Linked DNA regions of Sus scrofa: region 1 is linked to region 2. Evidence: chromatin contacts called from public HiChIP or PLAC-seq data. All regions are on one chromosome and are shown on one strand. Each heading gives the region's core, a stretch centred on a gene start, on an enhancer-like site or on the middle of the called end of the contact. The rest is flanking DNA. Distances are from core to core; before and after follow the strand shown.

Region 1 (4,250 bases), core at 1,554-4,053, 85 kb after region 2:
CAAACCTGCTTTCTGATATTGTAGAAGGGCTGATGGGAAAGGCAGTGATCTTCTCTGGGCAATGTGGTGGATAGAAAAGAGCCCAACTCAAAATTTCTCTCCCAATCTATTCTCTGTGTTGGGAGCCTGCCCTCCTCTGTCCTCCCTTCTTTATCAAATCATAACCACCTTCTAACCCTCCAGAATAAAGCCTCTTGTTGGCTTTCTTTTCTTCTTCTTTTTTTTTTTTTTTTTTTTTACCCATTTATTTCTTATTCCTGAGGCATCTTTGGGCTTGGACTGGGGTGGGGAGGGGTAGACTGTGCCACTTTGCCATCATATCAGGGATTATTTTGTGACAGCCTACCTCGGTGTGTGTTGAAGCTTTGTGTTTCAAGTAATTTAGAGCAGAAGATATTCTTTCTTGAGTGGTCAATGAAGAGGTTTAACATGAAGAACCACAGGCAGAATATAAAAAGCGTAGGATAGGCAAAGCGATGTATATACATGAAAGAGGAAAATAAGCATTTTACTGAAACACTGAAATTTACTTTCAACATGTTTTTGTTTAATCTTACTGTCACTTGGGAATCTTCTTAAACCTGGAAACAAGATAGAGAAAATTAACCTTATTATAAGCTGTGCTTGAACACATTTGCGGGAACATAGATAACTCACAGGGAAATTGAGTGACCCTAGAACTCACAAAGGTAAACTAGTAAAATTAATATATAATCCCTATTTATAAAAGTCACCTTAACAAGGCAGAATATCTCCTATGACCAAAATCAGGAAGAGCAAGCCTCAGTAATAGTTCATTACTTATTAGACAGTATTCTTAAACCTAAAATTAGAACATGGCCTAAAATATTAACAGCATCCAGGGCATGGACTTGTTTGTATTTTCCGAACTTTCAACATGAACATGCATTACTTTTTTTGTTGTTGTTGTTGCTTTTTAGGGCTGCAGTCTAGGCATATGGAGGTTCCCACGCTAGGGGTGGAATCAGAGCTACAGCTGCTGGCCTACCCCACAGCCACAGCAATGTGGGATCTGAGCTGTGTCTTCAACCTACACCACAGTTCATGGCAAAGCCAGATCCCTGACCCACTGAGCAGGGCCAGGAATTGAACCCACATCCTCATGGATACTAGTCAGATTCATTTCTTCCACGCCACAATGGGAATTCCTGAACATGATTGCTTTTGTAATTGGAAAGAAATTATTTTACTGAAATTTTCATAAGGAAATCATCATATAAATATATAAACTTGTGCAAAGATATTTGCTGCAGCGTTGTCTGCAGTGTTGAAAAAGATACAGATTTCTATCAGTAGGAGAACAGTTCGCTAAATTGTGATAGCTCTATGCAATAAATATCATACAGCCAATACATTAAGTCTAGGAGTTCCTGTCCTGGTGCAGCGGAAATGAATCCGACTAGGAATCATGAGGTGGTGGGTTCAATCCCTGGCGTCGCTAGGTGGGTTAAGGATCTGGTGTTGCTGTGAGCTATGGTGTAGGTCAAAGATTCAGCTTGGATCTGGCGTTGTTGTGGCTGTAGCGTAGGCCAGCAGCTGCAGCTCTGATTGGACCCCTAGCCTGGGAAGCTCCTTATGCCATGGGTGCAGCCCTAAAAAGACAAAAAGCCAAAAAAAAAAAAAAAACCAAAAAAACCCAAAACAAAAATAAAAACAGGAGTTCCCGTCGTGGCGCAGTGGTTAACGAATCCGACTAGGAACCATGAGGTTGTGGGTTCGATCCCTGCCCTTGCTCGGTGGGTTAACGATCCGGCGTTGCCGTGAGCTGTAGTGTAGGTTGCAGACGCGGCTCGGATCCTGCGTTGCTGTGGCTCTGGCGTAGGCTGGTGGCTACAGCTCCGATTCGACCCCTAGCCTGGGAACCTCCATATGCCGCGGAAGCGGTCCAAGAAATAGCAAAAAGACAAGAAGACAAAAAAATAATAATAATAAATAAAAACAATAAATATCTATTAACATAGAAAAATTTCAGAGTTTCTGTCGCACAGCCGAAATGAATCCAGCTAGGAACCATGAGATTGCAAGTTCTATCCCTGCAATCAGTGGGTTAAGGATCTGGCACTGCCATGAGCTGTGGTGTAGGTTGTAGATGTGGCTCCGTTCCTGGGAGGCTGTGGCTGTGGTGTAGGCCAGCAATTGTAGCTCTGATTCGACCCCTAGCCTGGGAACCTCCATATGCTGTGGGTGCGGCCCTAAAAAGCAAAAACAAAACACAAAAACAAAGAAAAAACAGAAAATTTTCAAAGATGCACTATTATGTGAAACAAAGCGAGTTAAAAGACGTTTCTGATATGAGCCCATTTTTGCAACCAAAATGTAAGTGCAGAGAAATTTTTTTTTTTTTTTGTCTTTTTGCTATTTCTTGGGCCGCTCCCTCGGCATATGGAGGTTCCCAGGCTAGGGGTCGAATCAGAGCTGTTGCTGCCGGCCTGCACCACAGCCACAGCAACACCAGATCCGAGCTGAGTCTGTGACCCACACAACAGCTCACAGCATCACTGCATCGCTGGATCCTTAACCCACTGAGCAAGGCCAGGGATTGAACCCGAAGCCTCATGGTTCCTAGTTGGATTCATTTCCGCTGCGCCACGATGGGAACCTCAAAAAACCCTTAATTGTAATTGATGAATTGCTGGAGGCTCAGTATAGCAAGTCTGAGAGTTAAAAAATCCAAGGGGACCTCATCAAAGGGATCTTCAGAAACTCTACTAGATCCTGACAGTGAAGATTGTAGAAAAATCCCCTCATGTTTCCCTCAGGGGAAGGAGAAGTATAACCGTTTTGAAATACAGCAGAGCATTCTGTTCTTAGCAAATCTGCCCTCAAGAGAAACTATTTTGCCAGAGTCTAACATGCCAGAGTTTTAACGGGACCCAAACTGGAGGAAAAGGAAAAAACAATTCCAGCTCCCTCTAGGCATCCTGTCCCATCTAAGGTAGTGTAGGGTCAGGAAGACTGAGAAGCACTGGTGAAGTTCACGGTCCAGAGGCATAGGTTCTCCAAAAGACTGAGACCTATTTAATCATAGAACTATAAAATGTTTTCCCCTTCCTCCAGACCTCAGCAGCACACCCTTGAAGACCTCTTTTCCTTTCACATAGTATAGCACGTCCAGATTTCAATAAAAAATTACAAGCCTCACTAAAAGGCAGTAAATACAGCTTGAAGAGATGAACAAGCCTCAGAAGCAGAGTAAGATATGTAGGGATGTTGTAATTATCAGGCTGCAATTTAAATTAACTATGATTAATATGCTATGGATTTTGATGAAAAAGTAGGCAGCTTGCAAGAACAGATGGATAATGTAAGCAGAGAGAGGGGCATTCTAAGAAGGAATCAAAAAGAAATGCTGGAGATCAGAAACAAACAGAAATGAGGAATGCCTCTGCTGGCCTGATTAGTAGACTGAGGATGACTGAGCAAAAATCTCTGAGCTTGAGGATATGACAATAGAAACTTCCAGAACTGAAAAAGAGAAAAAAGACAAAAAAATAGAACAGAATACACACACACACACACACACACACACCACACACACACACACACACACACACACACAAGCAATAACTGCAGAACAACTAATAAAAAATGTAACATACATGTTAAGAGAGTACCAGGAGAAGAAAGAAAGCAACAGAAGCAACATTGGAAGCACTGACTACTGAGAATTTCCTCAAATTAATGTCAGACACCAAACCACAGAACCAGGAAACTCAAAGAACACCAAGCAGAAAAAATGCCAAAAACAACCTATATTTTTTGTGGCCATGAAAAACACCTTAACAAACCTGAAAGAACAGAAATCATCCAATGTCTGATCTCACACCATAATGGAATTAAACAATAAAAAAAAGTTAACTGGAAAATCCTAAAATACACGGAAATTAAACACCCTTGGAGTTCCCAGCATGGCTCAGTGGTAACGAATCTGACTTGTATCCATGAGGAAGCAGGTTCAGTCCCTGGCGTCACTCAGCGGGTTAAAGATCCGGTGTTGCCATGAACTGAGGTGTAGGTCACAGTCATGGCTCAGATCCTGAGTTGCTGTTTGTGGTGTAGGCCTAGCAGCTCTAGCTCCAATTCATCTCCTAGCCTGGGAACTTCCATATGTCATGGGTGTGGCCCTAAAAGACAAAGACAAAAAAAAAAAAAAAAAACAACTCTTGTAAATAATACATGGGTCAAGGAAGAACTCTTAGGAAAAATTTTTAAATATTCTGTATCAGGAG
Region 2 (4,204 bases), core at 1,630-4,129:
CTTATACAAAAATTAAGTCAAAATAGATTAAGACTGAAGTATAAAAGTTAAAGCTATAAAATTCTTAGAAAAAACAAGGGCAAAGCCTCATGATATTGAATTTGGCAAAGAATTCTTGGAATGACACCAAAAGCACAGGCAATAAAAGAAAAAACTTGAGTTCCCACTGTGCTGCAGTATGTTAAGAATCTGAATGCAGTGGCTTGGGTTGCTGTGGAGGCACAGGTTCACTCCCTGGCCTGGCACAGTGGGTTAAGGGATCCAGTGTTGCTGCAGCTGTGGCATAGTTTGGGATACAATCCTTGGCCTGGGAACTTCCATATGCCATGTGTGCAGCCATAAAAAGGAAGGAAGGAAGGGAGGGAGGAAGGAAGGAAGAAAGGAAGAGAGAGAGAAGCTCAGCAAAATCTTTGCATTAAAGGACACTATCAAGAGTGAAAAGGCAACCCTGGAATGGCAGAAAATATTTGCAAATCATATATCTGACAAGGGATTGATATCCAAAATATACAATACCTATTTTATTTAATTTATTTTTGATCATTTTTGGCTGCCCTGTGGCTTATGGAGCTCACAGGCCAGGGATCAGATTGGAGCCACAATTTTGACCTAAGTTGCAACTGCGGCAATGCCAGATCCCTAACCCACTGTGCTGGGCCAGGGATCAGACCCACATCCCGGCAGCTTCCAAGATGCTGCCAATCCCGTTAGGAAAGAGTTGGAGCTTACTATTTTGTTTTATTTTATTTTATTTTATTTAACAGTCGCACCTGTGGCATAAGGAAGTTATCAAGCTAGGGGTCAAATTGGAGCTGCAGCTGCCAGTCTATGCCACAGCCACAGCAATGTGGGATCTGAGCAGTACCTGGGACCTACAATGCAGCTTGCAGCAACACCAGATCCTTAACCCACTGAGCAAAGCCAGGGATCAAACTGGCATCCTCATGGATACTAGTTGGGTTCTTAACCTGCTGAGCCACAATGAGAACTCCTAAATATACAACATTTTAAAAATAATATTGCATTTTTAACAAGTAATATTGTATATACTACTCTGCATCTCCCTTTCTCCATTTTAGAACAGCTTCTTTTCCTTCAAGAAATATGTTCTAAGCACTAGTGAAAGAAATAACCAAAAGAGACATAATTTCCTGCTTTCAGAGAGCTTACAGCTTATATATTAAACACATGTGCACGTGTATACACACACTTATATACATATACACATATATTTGCACTTATATAGTGATAAATCCCTCAAAGAAAAAGGACAGAGTATTATTAAGTAACCTAACAAAGGAACTTAATTGAGAAGGCGGGGCTGGGGAGTAGGAGTGCTGTGTCTGTGTGTGCGTACGTGTCTGTGTGTCAGAAGGCCTTGCTGAGGAAATGACCTTTAGGCTGAGATCTGAAGTTTGACCAGAAGGAGTCAGCCAGGCAAAACAAAGCAAGAAAAGCATTCCAGGCACAGAAAAGAGCACACACAAAGTCCCCAAGGCAAGAAAGTGTCTCATGCGTATAAGATACACAAAGAACTCCAGTGTTGTTGAAGTACACTGAGAAAGAGAGAGTCAGGAGATGAGGCTGGGAGGCAAGAGATTTGTAGGCCATGCTAAGGATTTTTCTTTTTCTTTTTGGTCTTTTTAGGGCCATACCTGTAGCATATGGAAGTCCCCAGGCGAGCGGTCGAGCTGAACTGCAGCTGCTAGCCTTCACCACAGCCACAGCAATGCCAGATCGGAGCCACGTCTGCGACCTACACCACAGCTCACGGCAATGCTGGATCTTTAACCCACTGAGCGAGGCCAGGGATCGAACCTGCGTCCTCATGGATACTAGTCAGGGTCATTTCCGCTGAGCCACGATGGGAACTCCCTAGCCATGTTTTTAAAAGAGCACTGGATGCTGTGTGGAGAATGGACTGGAGGGGCCTGAAAATGGAGGTGGCAATAGTGAGAGATGATGCCGGCTTGGTTCAGGGTGGTGGCACTGCAGATAAAGTGAATGGACTCGAGATATGGCTCAGAAGCCGAATCAACAGCATTGGTAATGAGAGAAGGGGGAGAAAGAAGTCAAGAGTGATTCCCGGTTTCTGGCAGCTGAGTCAATGGAAGTACCGTTCCCTGGAATGGGGACTCTGAAGGAGGAGCAGAGGTAGGGATGCGGAAGATGAAGCGTTCAGTGTTAGCATCCACTTGGCGGCGGCAGTGATGAGATAACATGTGTCTAGACCTCAAAAGCGAGAACTGCGCTACTAACATAAATTTACAACCTGTCTGTCCACAGATGGTACCAAAGCTGTGGAAGTAAGTGATATCATTCACAAAGAGTGTGTAGTGCAAGAAAAGGCCCCTACTCAGTCCTGGGGACTCCGATAATTAGCAGTCGGAAGACAAAGAAGAGGTGATAACAGAGAATGGGAGTAGACAGAAGTAGGAGGAAAACCAGGACTCCCAGAGAAGCCAAGAGAAGAAGAAACGTGGGAAGGAAGAAGGGCTGAGCGGTCATCGAAGACGAAGCCTAACAAACATCTTGATTTAGCAACACTCAGAAGCCTTTGGTAACCCTGGCAACCCTCTCCCTCTATAATTTATTAACCCACAGTCCTTTTAATGAGCACTTGTATTGTTTCCAGTTATCCATCACCACGTACCGCGCTGTGGTGAATGTCCTTCTACATACATATTTTTTCCCCACTTGTGCTAATGTATCTGTCTGAGAGAGTCCCTCGAAACGGCAATGCAGAGCAGAGTGGATTATAGCTAGAAAGGAACTTAGGACTGGCCTTGAATTTGTGTTTCCACACCCCCTGGGTAATCATCGACAGTATATTACAGCAATAATCCATATAGGAAAGCCAGAGCCAATCAGCAGACTGGCCTATTCTTAGCCAATTGTTTCTCCAAGGCACAGGGTATTTACACTGTGGTTAGTTGGGTAAATAAGCTTAGAGGTTCCCTTCCCTTTACTGTCTTAACTGAAACAGAGTTACAGAAGGTCAAAATAATTTTCATCTTTAGTCGTATTCTTTGAGCCCTGAGGCATCTGTAAGGCACAGATGTATACACCAATGTCTGTCTTGAATCGTGTTCTGAAACTCCCACTCAAATACCACCACTCTCGATGATCATTGTACGACTATAAATGTAATAAAATTCATTTAAAAAAATCACCAACCCTTTATTTGTAATAAAGTGCTTGCTAAATAGTAGACGCACAGAGAGAAAGCTTCCAAAAACTGCTTTCTTCCGAGTTCCGTCCTTGGTACTTTTACATTTTGACTCTCAAAAGAGACACAGAGGCACAACACTTCTGAATTCAGTGTTGCATCAGGATTCAGGCCCTAGACTTTCCTCAGAGACACTCAGAGCAACCAGTATTATTCTGACACAAAATGTGAACGTCACTGATTGGGGGAGGGGAGATCTTTTCGAAGATCCAAATTTGAGGGAAAAAATATTTGCCATGAGATTTCTATAATTAAAATCTCCTTCCCTTCCCAGATCTTCTCATCCTCCAAGTCTCCTCTTCACATACAGAATTTAATCTTGCAACTGCTCATTAATGCTCAGCTGTGAGGCAGGCAGCTGATGGAGGATGCTAAAATTATCTGGGGAGTAATAACAGTGTCTCGAACTTTTCTAAGGCCAGAAAACAGAGTTCCTGAGCCATGACTCTTGCTCGTATGCCCTCTAATAGAGCAAAGGGAATCCTGAGCCAAAAAAAGGAAAATGGAAACTCCCAAGTTTTAGGCAATGTATTTTCTTCTGGAACAATTTCACCACTAAAATGTTACAGAAAAAGGAAAGAAACTGACCAGGGAGATCTGAGGGTCATTTTTCCTTAACAAGGAAGAATGATCACAGAAAACTAAATATAAACTCTTCTTCCTTGGGCCTCTGGGATGGGTAAAGATATAACAAGAGTGGGAGGAGCAGTGACATGAGGGAAGAAGACACAGAGGCTGGAAGAGTTTTAAGTGTGTGAGATTAAGCTCTGCCACCATCTTGCCACATGATATTTAGTTATAACTACTGGACAGCAAGTTCCTTATTTGTCAGAGCAATGGAACAAAGGTTAGCCAGATCAGAGGTTCTTTATGCTGGAGATTCCTCTTTTCAAATGATAACTTAGAACCTAACATATAAAAGGGATCAAAGCAGGACCGCAGGGGTGGAAGGTCACAGGCTCAGCCCTTTAGATC

What was found. HiChIP or PLAC-seq counts read pairs in DNA pulled down with a chosen protein or histone mark.
Region 1: an H3K27ac HiChIP or PLAC-seq map of alveolar macrophages shows a contact between it and region 2. The contact joins two enhancer-like sites. A contact is called at or near these places in 1 of 5 promoter capture datasets (liver), 1 of 47 Hi-C or Micro-C datasets (epiblast stem cells) and 1 of 2 datasets of contacts at active chromatin or transcription factors (alveolar macrophages).

The regions. Positions count from the first base shown.
Region 1 is chr5:16,217,383-16,221,632 of Sscrofa11.1, forward strand. The region is part of intron 2 of LARP4 (la-related protein 4); the gene reads left to right. Among named protein-coding and RNA genes, the nearest start is that of LARP4, 42 kb to the left of the region's middle. Within about 2 kb of position 2,804, at least 2 of the 83 cell types and tissues checked have an H3K27ac peak or open chromatin away from gene starts, as enhancers often do. A contact at or near this core is called in alveolar macrophages, where this site is marked.
Region 2 is chr5:16,132,077-16,136,280 of Sscrofa11.1, forward strand. The region is part of intron 2 of LIMA1 (LIM domain and actin binding 1); the gene reads right to left. Among named protein-coding and RNA genes, the nearest start is that of LIMA1, 43 kb to the right of the region's middle. Within about 2 kb of position 2,880, at least 28 of the 83 cell types and tissues checked have an H3K27ac peak or open chromatin away from gene starts, as enhancers often do. A contact at or near this core is called in alveolar macrophages, where this site is marked.